Regions from separate parts of the Sus scrofa genome. Here all the other regions are linked to region 2. A link is a contact called in public Hi-C and promoter capture Hi-C data. All regions are on one chromosome and are shown on one strand. The core of a region is the stretch at or near the end of the contact, and the rest is flanking DNA. Distances in the headings are between cores, read along the strand shown. Region 1 has its middle 21 kb from the start of GNAI3. Region 2 overlaps CELSR2 (cadherin EGF LAG seven-pass G-type receptor 2). Region 3 holds the start of TMEM167B (protein kish-B).

Evidence for each region. Promoter capture Hi-C pulls out the DNA fragments that hold promoters and counts their contacts. Hi-C and Micro-C count contacts between places; a contact is called where the count stands out from the background.
Region 1: a Hi-C map of epiblast stem cells shows a contact between it and region 2, with 2.6 times the contacts expected there. The contact joins two enhancer-like sites. A contact is called at or near these places in 1 of 5 promoter capture datasets (fetal liver) and 10 of 47 Hi-C or Micro-C datasets (embryonic fibroblasts, epiblast stem cells, liver and 4 more).
Region 3: a contact with region 2 is called in a promoter capture Hi-C map of liver, with 4 times the contacts expected there. The contact joins the promoter of TMEM167B here to the enhancer-like site in region 2. A contact is called at or near these places in 1 of 5 promoter capture datasets (liver), 11 of 47 Hi-C or Micro-C datasets (alveolar macrophages, embryonic fibroblasts, epiblast stem cells and 6 more) and 1 of 2 datasets of contacts at active chromatin or transcription factors (skeletal muscle).

The regions. Positions count from the first base shown.
Region 1 is chr4:110,597,882-110,601,060 of Sscrofa11.1, reverse strand. No RefSeq gene overlaps it. Among named protein-coding and RNA genes, the nearest start is that of GNAI3, 21 kb to the right of the region's middle. Within about 2 kb of position 1,255, at least 33 of the 83 cell types and tissues checked have an H3K27ac peak or open chromatin away from gene starts, as enhancers often do. A contact at or near this core is called in epiblast stem cells, liver, retroperitoneal adipose tissue and 1 more, where this site is marked.
Region 2 is chr4:110,837,124-110,840,410 of Sscrofa11.1, reverse strand. All of the region lies in intron 1 of CELSR2 (cadherin EGF LAG seven-pass G-type receptor 2), which reads left to right. Among named protein-coding and RNA genes, the nearest start is that of CELSR2, 6.6 kb to the left of the region's middle. Within about 2 kb of position 1,275, at least 22 of the 83 cell types and tissues checked have an H3K27ac peak or open chromatin away from gene starts, as enhancers often do. A contact at or near this core is called in epiblast stem cells, liver, retroperitoneal adipose tissue and 1 more, where this site is marked.
Region 3 is chr4:110,970,218-110,973,466 of Sscrofa11.1, reverse strand. TMEM167B (protein kish-B) reads left to right here and starts at 1,958. Exons shown (of 3, transcript XM_001926138.5): 1 at 1,958-2,091. The coding sequence starts at 2,082.

The DNA of each region.
Region 1 (3,179 bases), core at 6-2,505, 240 kb after region 2:
AGGGGACACCCAGCCAGGACCCTAACAACGGCTCTCCTCGGCTCGGACACCCTGAAGAGAGGTGGTTTGGCATTGGTACATCTTGTGCTCTCTTTCTGGGCTGATTCCTGGGCTTCTCAGAGAGCCAGTCACAAGATCCCCTGTGCTGGGGTTCCCTCTCCAGGTGGTGTGGGCACCCCCTACCTCTTGTTCCAGCTAGAACCACGCAGGTTCAGCATCTTGGCCCCTGCTGTCACTCCCTGTTCTGGAATCAAAGAAGCCATTGAGGAGGAGGCCATCCTGCTGGTCCCAGGAACTCATTCACGGGCCTGCTCTGACTCTGAGGCCAGTTGCCGTGTCCTCTTCGAGTCTATGTGGACATTCTTTCCCTCATAACGCCAGCAGAAGGAGGAGGACTATCTTCGGTTCCCTTCTTTCAGTTCACTCCTCCCTGGGAATCAGGCTGGAGGAAGGTCAGCAAAGCCAGGTCATCACCACACTCCCCCTGCCCTCAGCACCTCTTGGTCCCAGACAGACAGACAGACAGACAGACAGATGGATCAACGTCAGACACAGCAGAGCCCAGCTGGTCTCCGCTCTATCGGATCCCTTGATAGCAGCTGCTCCCAACCTGATGGAGGCTCAGGGGAGAGGGAGCTGCTTCTGGGAGCCGTGGTGACCACCGCACATTCTGATTGGTTCTGGGAGGCCTCAGGAAGCAAGTGCACTTTGGATTTGTTAGGGATTCATTTGTTGGATTTGCTGGGACATACCGGATGGGTCAAGGGTGATCCATCTGATTTTAATCAGTAGTTTGGGAACTTACAGCCAAGGCCCTGGGGCCAGGGCCAGGCTGGGGGTGGATGGGTGGGGTTGGGGCCTGAGTAGAACCAGCACTGACCACCGGGGAGTTAGCAAACCGGCTCTCAAATCTGCTCTCCCCAGCTGGGTGTCCTTGAGCAAATTGCTTCTGATCCCTGGGGGCACGGTTTCCTCACCCATCACCAGAGACACACATTTTCCAGGCCCTCTGCCCTTTATGCTCTTGTAGTTCAACCAGCCTGCCGGCTCTTTAGGGCTGGAGCTGAGCCTAGAAGAACTCAAGTCCGGAACGCAGGCCTTGTGACTCCCAGGCTCAATTCACTGCTGATTCTGGAAACAGAGGTAACAGCAGGCCATCTGGGGAGCAGAGGCCACTGCACCAACTGGCCTGTTCAGCAGAGCAGGGAAACAACCTGGAAAGCCAGTAGCTGGACCTGTGCTGGTGCTGGGGGTGGGGCGTGGCGTCGGGTGGGGGTGGAGCCCAGCGGTTCCCACAACTCAACTGGTGGCCTGAGGACATGTGAACTGAGAGACCCCAGGGCTGCCTTAGAACAAACAGGAAAGGAACCGAGAGAACTAAAGCAAAGCCGAATAACAGTCAGCCAGGCATAGAGAGCTCAAGGCTTTTGAGAGTTTGCTTTCTCTCTCTGTAAACCAACCAGTGTGGCCTAGGGGTACTTTGGAGGTCTAGACACTTCCTTGCTCAGTAAGTGAAAGGCCAGTTCATGAAATAAAGCCGAACTCCCCTCTGACTGTGGGCCTCCTGGGTCAGGCCCCGAGAGCGGTGTTCTTCCTGGGGGCCCGGGAGGGGGAGAAAAACTACCATTTCTTCCCTCCCTCCTTCCACGGCCCACCCTTCCCAGAGGTCAGAACACCCCCCTGCCAGCACCCGGCCCACAGGAAACCAAACCCACTGAGCCACCGAGCCCCCTGGGACACAGAGAGGTGGGCCTTGGGCTGGGGGCAGCAGAAACAGCCGCCTTAGGTGTCATCTTGCTGTGGATATGGGAGGAGCCGGACTTTTAAGGTCCCTTCGGAGACCCACATGGGTGACCTGAACCTCTTTCCTGCCCTTCTAATCCCTGGAGAGAGAAGACTCAGGCACCCCCGCCCCCCGCGGCCAGATCAGGGCCAGCCCAGAAGTCAGAGTCAAAGCCTGCCTCTCCAGTCTCCAGGCAGGCGGCTTTTGTGTGTGAATTCCGAGGAGCTGGGCTCCAGGCCGGCAGCAGGGAGGGAAGCGTGGCCCTGAGCACAGAAGGAGGCAGCCCCTAGGCGCTTCCTCTGCAGACAGACGGGGTATTGATCCTGCTCACACGCCCCCTCCCTCTCTCCACTTCATGGCGCAGCTAATGGCCTGGAAAAAACTGGCCAGCTGTTCCCCAGCTGTGACATAATGAGCTCAGGGACGATCAATGCCCGTTCCGGTCTCTAATTAGGCCGTGGAGCTGGCTGGGGTGAGAGTGTGGCCTGTTTCCTGAGGGCACCACTTCCACTCCCGTCCCCAGCTGCCGTCTGCTGGCAGCCACCTGGGCCCACGCATCTGTGCCCTGGAGGAGGGGGGGCCGCCGAGTGGCCCTGGGGAGTCTCCTGACCCAGAGCGCCTTCTCTGGCGGCAGAAGTACGGACCCCACAAGCGTGTCCGTGGGGGTGGCCAGACTGGTGAGGGGGACCTGGCCTGCACGTGAAGCTCCGCACCCCAGCGTCTGTCACATCCCTCTCTCTGCCTGGGTCTGCCACCCTGGGCAGTGGGCGTCAGTCCCAGCCCTCCAACTCCCTGCCCCGGAGACTCTGCCCTGGACGACACCCATCCTCCCCGGCTAGTCCTGGATGCCCAAGCCTGGGGCTGCAGGGAAGAGGCTGGAGCAAGTTTGGCTTCTAGCCCAGCCTTCCTCTGCTATTTATACGCTTAGTCCAGGAGGCAGGAATCAGATTCTCAGTGTACTCGCTGCAGAGGAGGAAGTGAGGGTGGAGAGAGAGATGGGGAAGGCAAGGTGTACACAGAGGCGAAGAGCCAGAGCGGCGGGGAGCAGAGGCCCATGGCAAAGAGGCTCTGAGAGCAGGAGAGGGAGAGTGACCAAAGGAGGGAAGCCATCCAAGGGGCAGAAGAGTGAGAGACGGGGCCATCAGGGCAGAGAGAGAAGGAGGGATGCAAGAAACAGGACCAAGCCTGTGCTGGGCAGGGTCAGGTCCCAGGGTCGGATCAGGTGCCCCACTGGGAAAGCTGAAGTGCTGGGCAGAGTGTGTCCACAGGAGTCAGGAGAGACTGCCTGGGATCACAGAGGCACAGCGAACAGAACTGGTCTGAAGGGATGGGGGCGGAGCGGGGAGTCCAGAGATGGGAAGGTGGGGGGGGGTACCCTCCCCGAGAATTGAGGCTG
Region 2 (3,287 bases), core at 26-2,525:
CGGGCCTCACTTCCAGTGCAGGGAGTCCAGGCCGGGAGTGAGAGGCAGGCGGGACACAGGGCGTGGCTTCAGCGCCCCTACTTGTGGCCCTTTCTGGACTGATGCTCCCCTGCCGCACTCCTCAGGTGGCCATCACAGCCAAGGCACATGAGCGTTTAGAGGTCGCAGAGAAGGCTCTGTGCCTCTGGAAGCTTCAGTTCTCCTCCAGGAGGAGGAAGTGGGAGCTGGAGCTCCCCTGTCTCGTGTCCTTCTCTGTGCTGGGAGCCAGTGGGAAGCGGTGGAGGGCCGTGGCCTCTCCCTCCTGTCCACCCCCCAGTCCACTCAGTGAGTGCGCAGGATGCCGAGGGATGGGGCAGAGGAGGCCCCCCCTGCCCCCGCCTTCGTGTCTCTACCGGGCAAAGCCCCAGACCGCAGCCCCCCAGAATAGAGGGCGCAGCCTTGGCTGGCCCTCCGGCCCTAGCCCCACCCTCTCCCCTCGGCCCTGACCCTTGGAGGCAGTCACCACGGCAACCCCAAAGTTCAGGGAGGTTGGGGTGAGAGGGATCGACTCCCACTGCCCCTTTGTTTTCCTTCTCTTGTTCTTTGTCTCTTCTTTCTTTCCCGCCTCTGCCCCCGGGGCCCTTCTGCTGGGCCCCCTCCACTGCCCTCTCCCCATCTCCTGTGTGACTCTCTCCTCCTTTCCCACTTTCTCCACTGCTGGCTCTTTTCCTGGGCCTTTGTCTTCCCCTGTTTGGTCTCTGTGCTTATGCCTCTCTGATTTCCCCCTCTCTTGTTTGCAGCGGCTGCAGCTGCCCCAGCCTGGGCTGCATGGCTCTCCTGAAGCCTGAGTTCCCCCTGCCTTTTCTTCCTCTGCTAAGACACGCAGGAGCTCCTGTCCATGGCATGGTCAGCCCCGGGAGTGGCAGACCCCCTCCAGGCCTACAACTTCCACTGGCACATCTGCCAGGGGAAGGGAGGCTTGGAATCCGATTCTGCCACAGTCTGGGATGTGGAACTTTTCCAGGTGTGGCTGGCTGGGCTCTGGGCACAGACGGTGTTTCCTGGGGTCAGGGCCCACCCCAGCCTTTTTTCTGTCCAGGAGGATGGCTCACGCAATGCACCCCCCACCCCTGTTCCCACCATCTTCTTTGCACCTGAGGGGTGACCCAGGTCAAGGCAGGGGAGAGGAACAAAGAGGCAGGAGAGGGCAGTGAGTTGACTGCTGGGAGGGGGGACAATAGCAGAGGGGCAGGTGGCCACAGATGGTGGACAGATGGGAAGCAACAGAGACACTGGGCGAGGGGCATAGGCGGGGCCTGAGACAGCAGAGGAGGGACGTGGGGAGGAGTGCTTGTTCCCAGGGCTGAGGGGTGATGAGGTTTCCGTGGCTCGTTGGCCTTGACTGCCGCCTCCCCTCCCCAATCAGTTAGGAGTACTCTGTGTGGACGCTTAGGCCGCTTTCTACCCGGAGGGACTATCACACTCAGGATTGGCTGGGCACCAGGTAAACAGGAGTCCTGTGCCAGCTCCATACCTCAGTGCAAGGGGGGTCTGAAGAAGGGAGAAAAGGAGAGCCTGAGGTCATCAATCTGGGGGGGCTTCCTGGAAAAGGTGAGTTTAGGGCAGGTTAGAAAACTAGGACTATGGGCCGGTGTCTGGAGAGGCCAGGTAGGAAGGAACAGCCTGTGCGGTATCTGGGTATCTGCAAGTCGAGAGAAGGAGGAGCAGAAGTGGGTGACGACAAAACAGGCTTGCTGCTGGGAGCAGGCGGGCCTCGGCGTTCTCAGACCATGAGGCTGGAGGGCAGGTGCGCGGTGGGCCGCGGTCATGGCTGGGACAGGTGTTGGGCTTCGGCTTTCCCAGGCTCAACTGAGACACCAGTGCCGTCGACGCCTCCAGGAGATGTGACAAAGACGCAGAATCTATTCCTAGATCCCTCTCCTACTCCCATCCCACCCCAGAAACACCAACTCCTGCCCCATTCCTGCCAGGGTGTTCTTTTTCATAGCTGCTTAGGCTCCTCCTGCTGTTTGTGAAGCTCATTTTTTCATTATGGAGACCAAACAGATTCTCATGAACATCTTAGTATTGACTGAAAACCTACTATGTGTAGGACACTGTAGTAAATAAAAAATGAGTGTCCCTTGTAGCCCTGCCGAGCCTTTTCCCTCTTCCCTTGGCCTCTAGTTTTCATTTTCAGCTGAGTAAAATCCATTGCCATGTATTTGCGCATTCAGGTGTACATGGTATTTCTGGGCTTAGGGTGTGTGGGTGGAGTGAGACACCGGCGAGTGCATACTTAGCTGTTCATAAGTGAGTGTGTGGCCTGAGGGTGTGCCAGGCTGTAATTTGGCGAGCCAAGTGGGCGATGAGGAGCTGGAGGGCCTAGGGCTGGAGGAGGGGTCAGCCCTGTGGGGCTCTGTCTGGGCAGCAGGATGGAGAGCTGCCCAGGCCCTTCCATCTCTGGTCCCTCGGACCCCGCAGCAGCAGGGCAGTGGGTGGTGCTTCCACCGGTAAGGTGGCTCAGCTGGATTTCCTGGGGTGGGGCCCCCCGGCTACCCTCAGCAGCCCAGAGTTGGGCGGGAAGAATGCTTTGTGTGGGGCGTTGCCATGGGGATAGCGGGCCTGTGCCCAAGCAGCCATGGGACTCAGTGGGAGGAGGACTGGGTGGCCCAGTGACCCAGTTCACCCCCCACTCTGCCGCAGTGGGGGAAAGGGGAACACGGCCAGGGTCAGGGTTGTGGTAGCTGAGATACAGAGGCTGAGGGAGCGGGAAGATTATGTTTGTGGATCTCTCATGCTCTGGCCCCTACAGAGAGGTAAGAAACAGGCAAAATGGGACTCTTGTGTAGGGAAATTTGCCAAGAATGGTATAATGAAGTAGAACCTGTGGCTTGGGCAGGAAAAGGTGCATAGACTTAAAAGATGTGCCCAGGGAGTTCCCATCATAGCTCAACAGTTAATAAACCCGACTAGCATCCATGAGGATGCAGGTGCGATCCCTGACCTTGGTCGGTGGGTTAAGGATCTGGCATTGCCGTGAAGTGTGGTGTTGCTGTGACTGTAGCAAAGGCCGGTAGCTACAGCTCCGACTGGAACCCTAGCCTGGGAACCTCCATATGCAAAAAAAAATAGATGTGCCCAGAAGTTCCCGCTGTGGCACAACGGGAGATTGGTGGCGTCTTGGGAGCACATTCCATCTCTGGCAGGCACAGTGGGTTAAGGTTCCTGCGTCACAGCCAGCTTTGGCTTAGGTCACGACTGCAGCTCAGATCTGAGCCCTGGCTGGGGAACTCCACATGCCAAGG
Region 3 (3,249 bases), core at 709-3,208, 130 kb before region 2:
AGAAAGAATAGGAAGAAGAAGAAAGACAGACACAAGGAGAAACAGTAAGGTATTATGTCCATTACCGTCCTTTGAAATAGTAAGGAGACAATCACTCTTCCCAGTTCTTCAATTGTGATTTTTTTTTGTCCTTAAACTTAATTCTTAAACTCTGAGAGTGACAGGTGAGAAGAGACTTACCTTTCAGCGCACGAAAGAAAAAAGAAAACTGGAATGGCTTCCGTCTAGTAAAAACGAGGAGATAAAAGTTATCTCCAAAAGAGTAGATGGCATGAGCCAAAATGTGAGAGCAGAGAGTACATTTGAGGAACGCAGAACAGTCTTTTCAGAGCTGAAGCTTGAAGTCCACATATAGGAACAATAGAAAATGCTGCTGGAAGGCCTTGTATAGCAGGCAAGGAGTTAGACATATACTCAGCAGGCAGCGGTTGTGTTAAAGTAAATAGCAGTCATGGTGTGGACTAAAATTTTCTAGTTCTGAGTTCAGAAGACCAGAAGACTGTCGATACTGGATAGTCCTTACTCTAAACCTTAGATTATCTCTAAAATAGAGGTGATGAGGCAGTTGTGACGATTACTTCAGGTACGATGACAAGGTGTGTTTGCTTTGAAAATGTCAAAATGTTATACAAATGCACGTTCTCACTGCTGTGAGGATTTAATTGATGCTTAAAAACTTCTAGCCTGGGATCTTCCATACCCTTGGAGGACAAGGCAGGTGTGGCCAGAAAAAAAAAAAAAAAGAAAAAACAGTGACTGAAATGGCAAAATCACAAAGGTGATGGATGTAGAACGGAAAAGGGGGCAAGAGGAATGATATTTTGAAAAAGAGTTAACTGATTAAAAGATAATTTACAAATTATAAATTCTAATTTATCCCTCCCTCTCTTTCCCCTTTGGTAACCATGTTTTCTATGCCCGTGGGTCTATTTCTGTTTTGTAAATAAGTTCATTTGCATTTATGTGTATTTTCATAAGGAGTCTGTCCTAATCAGACTTTTTGGCTTGCTTTTCCACTCCAACTCCTAGGAGGCTTTGATAGCTTTTCTTCCTCAAAACCAAGCAGGCCGCAGCCAGCAGGTGGCTCTGCAGGAGGAAGGACAAAGAATCCCTTTAGGATGTAGACATCTGCGGATTACTAACCTTAACTAACCTTCAGCTCCCAACAACTCAGTCGCACTTTCGCCCCGACTCTAATAAAGGCAGGTCGCGTTGTGTGTAATTAAGGATTTCGCTGTTCAAAATGGGACCTGTGGCTTCGTCTCCTCAACCCCGCGCTAACATTAAACTGACGGTGTATTTGGTCAGGTTGTTAAAATGCTGTGAGAAGAGCTGTCCCAATATCTCCATTTCCCGGTTAAAGAAGTTGAGGTGACCCCTGCATAACTAAATACAAGAGATAATTGAGACTATCCTGATAGTTTAAAGAAAAATTGATGCAAACAGGCAATTATCTAAACGTTTCCCAACAATGTAGAGTTTTAGCGTTATAAGGTTCCTAACTGAAAGTCCAAACGCAACCTCACTCTCCAGATTTGTTTAAGGAGTAAGGAGAGACGCAGCAAGCGCGGCTTCTTTTAAATGGAAGCTTGAGACGGAGACCTCTCCGTTGCAGGCGGCACCTCTCCGTTGCAGGCGGGCAGCCGCTTACAGACACACCAAACGCACACACGCAGACACTGCAGCTACCAAAGCGCAAAATAAAGGGCAAAACTGAAGCCTTTACCTTTTTCAACCACGACGCTAGCAGGACAGGTTACGCCCCAACACTAACTCTTCAGGGGCGCTCAGAAGAGACTTGGTTACCATGGCCACGGAGGAACCCTGCGGGATAGCGTTTTTCTAAACCACACATATTAGCGCAATTCCTCCCACGCAGGTTCCCTAGCTCGGCAATCGACTATCCACCCCTGATTGCGTTCGGCGCTCCCCTCTCTGCCCTTGCGCCTGCGTACTCTGACTCCTGCCCTGATCGCTGCGGCCCTGATCGGGAAGTGTCAAGCGGGAGCTGGGGTTCCCCCGCCTTCGCCGCTACCACCGCCGATCCCGGGACGCCATACCCAGGCCCCGGCCCAGCCGCCATGACGAACGGTGAGAACCAATGCCCAGAGCGGCGGAGGAGAGAGCAGAGCGAGAGGAAACGTGGCGGGCGGAGCCGGGACTGACGTGGCCGCTCTCCCCGCCCCCTCCCAGCCCAGTCCCCCCTTGTTCTCTTGGGGCCGTAACTCCTGTTCCCTCAACCCCTCTGCGGGTTCCTCCGCCCTGTGCCCATCTGGAACCCTCAGTGCTTCATGTGCCCCCTCCCCGAGTCCTTGGCCCCTACCCTGTGCTTTCCCTTGTCCCCTTTCTAGAAGTTCGTTCTGGCCCTTAATGTCGCTTTAGCACCAGTGAAAAACAGATCCTTCTCACAGCCCTCTGCGTTCTCATACTTTTGGATAGTAAGCTCCTAGGGAGGACAAAAAAATCAGAGGATTTTTGGCTCCACATTTGGGGGGGCAGTGAATGTAGACTCAAAAAAAAGTTCTACTTGTTTTGCAAAAATGCTTTAAAGTTTTCTCTTATTTGATTCTAAAGTCCTGCCTGGACGATCCCATCTGGAGACCATGGTTAGTGTTGCAGGGTTTGCATTTAGACACTGCCTCTTCTAAATGATGTGGCAGTTGCTACCCTGTTTGTCTGACCTAATTTTTCAGGTGTCTTCAAACACTTTATGGACATGATTACCGAATTCCAGGGAAGGGCAAGAAACAAAGCCTTTGCAGTCTTTAGCATCAACCTTAACAAGAAAGATGAGAAGGCTTCTTAGGCAGTATAATTTGAGGCGCATAGGAGAGCATCTCTCAAAAGTACTTCTCCATAAACCTGGTACTGAGGGTTCACATTTCCCGTCCTTGTGGCTTTTGGCTTTACCTGTCAGAATTTATGGTAGAAAAAGACTAGCAAGTAAAATATTGTTCAGCATAAAAACTTAGTGTATGTTTTAATTTACTGGACGCTTGTTTTAATTTGGCTGTGGGGTAGTTTTACTGGAAGGAGAGAGGGCGGTACACTGGTGGCCCAGAACTGGCAGATGCTGGTTTTGTAAAATATCCTTTTGGAGCTTCAGGAGCAGTCAGAGGTCCGAGGTTATTAGGCACAGTACAGGAAGGGATATCACCCAGAGGAAGAAATCATCTAAACTGAGAAATAAGAGAGCAGTTGGAACACAGTAATTATTGAATAAATGTTCATGACCCATCACCCTTTATT